Linked DNA regions of Rattus norvegicus: region 1 is linked to region 2. A link is a contact called in public Hi-C data. All regions are on one chromosome and are shown on one strand. The core of a region is the stretch at or near the end of the contact, and the rest is flanking DNA. Distances in the headings are between cores, read along the strand shown. Region 1 overlaps Ica1 (islet cell autoantigen 1). Region 2 overlaps Glcci1 (glucocorticoid induced 1).

Region 1 (2,789 bases), core at 229-2,728, 390 kb before region 2:
GATTCCCCTCCTTTTCCTCTCCCACCTTACAAAAGCCTTGTCCCCACCTCATTTTTTTACTGTCCAATCATGACCTTGACCTAACTTGTGCCAGCCCTCACCTGCATATAGACATCAACCTAAAACTCTGGCATTGTTTCCTACTGATGGATTTATTTTTTGTAGGGTATTGTGTCCTAATATGAATGTCAGGATTTTTTTTCAATTTGCTTAAAAAAAAACTATCTATTTTATGTATGTAAGTGCACTGTAGCTCTCTTCAAACATACTAGAATAGGGTATCAGATCTTATTATAGATGGTTGTAAGCCACCATGGGATTGCTGGTAATTGAACTTAGGACCTCTGGAAGAGCAGTCAGAGCTCTTACCTACTGAGCCATCTCCAGCCCCTGCTTTTGTTTGTTTGTTTGTTTTTTAATAATTGACTTTTCATACCTATAAAGAGTGTCATTGAACTTTTGATAGGGATTACATTAAATCTGTAGATCCCTTTTAGTAATGTAGCTAACTTTACATAATTAGTTGTAGCATAAATATGAAAGTCGTTTGATCTTCTACTGTCTTCTTCAATTGCTCTTTGACAGCTTCAAACTATTTTGTTTTGATTTACTCCTAGATGTTTTATTTAACTTTATTTTTTAAGCCATTGTGAAAAAGATCGTTTTCACCACCTCTCTTTTTCATCGTGTTGATTACTGTTATGTAGAAAAACTACTGATGTTTTTAATGGTAATTTGGTATCCTGCTAAAAGAATTTTCTGACTGAGTCTTTTAGGGTTATTTAAATATAAAGTCATATCATCTACAGGGAAAATGTGACTTCCTGTTTGTATATCTTGTGTATTTATCTTTCCTTATTTTGCTAAATTCTTAAGAACTACACTGAATAAAAATGTTTCCACTTATCTTATCCCTGACTTCAGAAGAAATTATTTGAGTTTTTGCAACTTTTAAATTATTCAGAATTCCCACTCTTCTCACTCTGTGTTTAGATAAGGAAATGACCAATGTACTGAATGTACCCATTTTAAAAGCCAGGAGGAAGGTATCCAGGGACACAAAGAATTCTTCCATCCCCTCTGGAAGTCTGAAATCATGTTTGATGACCTCATGGGGTGAATTTTAAAATATTCCTTTTAATATTTGAGTTCAGGAAATAAGCATTAGACACACAAAAGAATAAAAGCAATTGATATTAAAGTTGTTAGAAGATAGTGCATTAATACAGAGTCCGGCAGTATTATAAAATAAACACTGTAGTCATACTGTAAGCATTGTGATATAGTTTACTGGTGTGTTGACATAGCTCTTTGCAAGTTTGGTGAGTCTTGGCGCACTCTTTCAGACTGTGCTAAGAGTGGATGGTGTCAGTCATATTATACACCCATGTAATGATCTCGCAGGGTAAGTTAGGGTGGAGGGCAGATGGCAGCTATAATCCTGAATGCACACTGGAGTCACACAATGGTTCCTCACATCTGCGGGCTGTTCTGTGACTATGGAGTAAACAACGCTGACGGCCATTTCGTCATCGACATACTGGAGTCATGTCCCTGAGGATTCCCAGAGCAGTAAAAATTTAGAAGCTAAATGTTTAACTTTCCAGAATGTTTAACTTTCCTGCACTAGACAAAGCAAGACTCGCAGAAGCAAACTTCCTTGTTCACTAAACACTCAGCCCAGAAATTGAGAGATCACACATGCAACTGTGAACTTTGCACCGTTGGACGTATAAACTTCACGAGCCAAAAATAGGCTCTTCTCGGGGGGTGGGGTTGCACCACACCAAAATCAAAACAAAAAATAGGCTCTTCTCCTGATCCAAGAGCCTCCATTTCTAACGACAAACGTATGGTGGTTAAAGCCATTTGAATGTTAGGGTTCATGCCTTCTTTGTCCCTTTGCCTATGGCTGAGCTGGTTTACGTCTGTTTGAACCAGGGAGAAGAAACACATTGCCTGCCTCTTTAGGGTTTTCAGAGACATCCAAAGAAAGGTACTAAATAACCAGTCCTGTTAGGTTTCAGAATCCTCCAGGGGGCACCAGAACATTCCAGTGTAGTTGACCATATTTCATTAAATCCAGAAAGGCTATTGTAATCGGTTCCCTATGGTAACTTCGTCAGTTCTGTTGACATTTCTTCTCCTGTGTTCGCTTTAAACAGCATTTTTGTGTCTATGGAATATTTCTGCCTCTCTGAAGAGGAGGAGGAGGAGGAAGGAAAAGTTCATCCCTTGGATGAGCCCTAAGAAACTGGAGCCATTTCTCCACTGGGCAGATGCAAAGGCTCTCAGCCCACTCTGAGGGAAGGATTTTCCAAATGTTCCAAATCTTGCTGGGGAGAAAAAGTTGAGGAAACTGAGAATTCCATTCCCATCCTCAGCCTAATACTGAGCATAAGCTACCCTGTTATTATCATTATTAATAATAAACACGGTAAAGTCAGACAGGCATTCACAGGAGAGGTTTTTTTTTTTATGAATTTTGTGCAAAAGTAAAGGGTTGCCTGGCTACTGCATAATATTACTCAATTCTGGTCCAGGAGTACAGAATTCCAGCAGGCTTCCCGAGCCTGTCCCTCCAATTAGTGGCTACTTCATTACGAATAAAGAACCCTCATTACTGTGGGCCTTCAAGTGAAATAGGATCCCGTACCTCTTGAAATCCGGCTTTCTAAGTACAGACAGTTCCCAACTTAGAAACAATCCACTTAAGAACCACCAAGGCATTCAGAGGCTGCTGGAGCCTCCTGCAGCTGCTGCCCCGGGCCCCCTGCCCAGCCCCCCTG
Region 2 (2,930 bases), core at 241-2,740:
ATTTGATGAGAACTTAGTGATGGTTCCCAGTATCAGCATATTCTCCAAGCGATGCCTTAATGGGAAGAATTAGAAATAGATGAGGGACGGAGAGTCCGAAACTACCTTTGAGTCAACCAAATTCCCTGGGCCCAGAAAGAATGAATAGCTTCCCTGCAATTGTTTAAAATACAAGAGTTTGCTCTCCTTCCTGTATAGTTAGCATCTTTCCCATATCCTGTATAATTAATTTCTTTTTGCTCTATATATCACAATATAGGAAGGGCAGCACACCCCCACATAGGTTCAACATCCTGAACTCCAGTGACTAAAACTCTGTTGGATTATCAGCTAGACCAGAATTAAGTAACAAATAATGTGAAAATTCCAACCATTACACACGGCTGGGAAAATAAGAACTTTCATTACCTAATGAAGTTAAATGCAAAAATCCTCCTGCATTTGCTTTGGAATTTAAAGGTCAAGAGTAAAAATATAGAGAGATCATTATGTTAAATTAAATATATTTGAGTTTGTCTGGTTATAACTATACAAGGACAAGAACAAATTACTTTTTAAATCTATGAATACTTTTTAAAAATCTGTGCATTTGTTTTGTAAGAACAGGAGTTAAAACAGGAAGCACATAATGAAAACCTATTTAGCTTTGCTGTTACAATTAAAGCCTTTGTCTCCACAGAGAATTAAAGTTACTTACTATCCCCCATTATGTGGATGTATGCTTTCACTGTACACAGCTAAGTTTTCATTTAAGAAAAAAGAAAAAGAAAACCATAGAGATCAAAAAATATCTTTTAAAAGTCCTAAATAAAAATAACATAGGCTTACTGAATTATATGTATATGCTTTAATTCCCAGAATAAGGAATATAATAGGAAAGAATCTTTAAGACAACCGATAAAATCTAATTTAATATTTAGGCTACACAAAAAGGGGAAACTAAAATACATACTTCAATATCAATACTTAAAGATGAAATCCAAGCTACTATGAATTACTAAAATAGCTTTAATTAAAAGGAGACTGAGAGCTCTTGTGCCCTACTTTAAGAAGTGCCTGCATGGACCAAAGAATGGGATGGGTTTCAGCTGTATTGTAATCCAATTCTTTTTGTCTCTTTGACAGTTTGCTTGCCCAATTTCATTCTGTCTCCTCTAAAATTATATTCAATATTTGGTCAACAATATTAGTGGAGGCAAGAACAATAATCTACACTGCTTCTTTTCATTTTATATTCTGTTTTTGCTTTAACATAATAAGCTATTGCCTTTGCCTTGGTAGTAGATGGAATTATCTGCCAACATCTAGGCAAAACCTTTCCTAATTTAAAATAACTACAAGGCTGCACATTACACTAGTAAATTTGTAATCAACTTAAAGATAATGTGTTAAAAGTACAATTAAATGTGTCATAACAGAAGAAGGCCTTGGTAATTACAAACAGTGCCAAGCTCACTAGCTTTTAAACAGTAGCACAAGACTGTGAAAAATCGCCACCCAGTGATGCAAATGAAAACTGCAATTTGTTTTTGTGTAAACTGAGTACCCTGGAGGATTACTTCAACTTCATTACTGAATGAACTCTTGCCTTCTTCTGTTGAATACAAACTGGTTACACAAGGGAAAGGATGTTTTCCTACTAACCCCATCCCCTCACTTTATGCGTATTCTACATGTTCTGCCATCTACAATGGCCAAAAGCTTTAGAATCTTTGTAAAGAATGAACATGAACTAATTAGTTGTATATGACTACTCTAGATCTTCCTGTTATCGAGTAAAGTGCGTTGGCTGTGCCTGGACCTGAAATTTCAAGTGAACATTAAGCAGGACTACTAGCTTAAAGCTAGTTTTACACCTGGTGTTCTCAGGTGGAAAAACAAAGGAGAAGGGTGCCATTTTCAGATGTAACAGTGTAATGATTGTGGCCTCTTAGAAACTGTCTATAGAGGCTAATAAGGAGATAATCTAACTGAATCTGAACAGCCCATATTAGCAGGAAATTGTTTCTAAGTCATATACTTTCTCATTGAGAAGCCAGATGATAAGAACACAAAACCAACCATTTTTTGTTCCTATAATGTACATGGTTCAGATGCTAATTTAAAAATCCTATATGACTATATATTAGATAATTTTGGTGAAATGTATCCCTAGGTTCATGGGTGCCCGGCACGTGGGACTGCTTGGGGAAGTTATGGAAGTTTCGGACCTGAAGCCTTGCTGGAGGGAGTCATGGGGAACTGGAGTTCACAGTTTCAGCTGACTTCCAGTTCTTTCTCCTTGCTCTCTTTTCTGATCCCTCAGCTTCTTGATCTGGCCTCAGGCTACCATACCTTCCCTGCTGTTATGGACAACTAGTCCTCTGGAAATATGAGCCCAAATAAACTCTTTCTCTTAGAAGTTTGCTTTTGGCTGTGGTATTTTCTCACAGCAACAAAAAAGTAAATAGTACATATAAAATACGTGAGTATGGCACTGCATTAATAAAATCATGAAAAACACACCACTGAACTTACCTTGTCAAAATATTTTCATATGGTATGCCCTGAGACTAAAGTAAATATTGCATAAAGAGATGGCTATAGAATGACATGACAAAACAGGTAGCTTACCACAACAAAAAAATTTTAAAGTTTGTCTTTATACTTTTTAAATACGAAAATTCCTAATAATGGTTAGGATTTTTATCAGTGAGGTTGATTAAGTCTGTGAATGCTAATGATGTTTTACTACAAAAACATTAATAATATTGTAAGGCTCAAGATGAATCTTAACTACGGGGAGACCCCCCCACCCCAAATGAAACATAAGAACAGAGTTTGATGCAAATGCAAGAGGTTTATTTTCTGGTGTGTTAGGGTTGACTTTCAATCAGCCCCTCGTGGCAAGTGACTGGAAGGCAACCTCAAATGGCTATAACAAGCAATTT

What was found. A called contact is a pair of places that touch in the nucleus more often than the background predicts.
Region 1: a Hi-C map of the Rat2 cell line shows a contact between it and region 2, with 3 times the contacts expected there. The contact joins two enhancer-like sites. A contact is called at or near these places in 6 of 12 Hi-C or Micro-C datasets (the A7r5 cell line, the Rat2 cell line, frontal cortex and 3 more) and 1 of 1 datasets of contacts at active chromatin or transcription factors (oligodendrocytes).

Annotation. Positions count from the first base shown.
Region 1 is chr4:37,687,515-37,690,303 of GRCr8, reverse strand. All of the region lies in intron 7 of Ica1 (islet cell autoantigen 1), which reads left to right. Among named protein-coding and RNA genes, the nearest start is that of Ica1, 82 kb to the left of the region's middle. Within about 2 kb of position 1,478, at least 25 of the 93 cell types and tissues checked have an H3K27ac peak or open chromatin away from gene starts, as enhancers often do.
Region 2 is chr4:37,295,536-37,298,465 of GRCr8, reverse strand. All of the region lies in intron 2 of Glcci1 (glucocorticoid induced 1), which reads right to left. LOC134486727 (a long non-coding RNA gene) reads left to right here. Exons shown (of 3, transcript XR_010066099.1): 3 at 1-340. Among named protein-coding and RNA genes, the nearest start is that of Glcci1, 23 kb to the right of the region's middle. Within about 2 kb of position 1,490, at least 20 of the 93 cell types and tissues checked have an H3K27ac peak or open chromatin away from gene starts, as enhancers often do.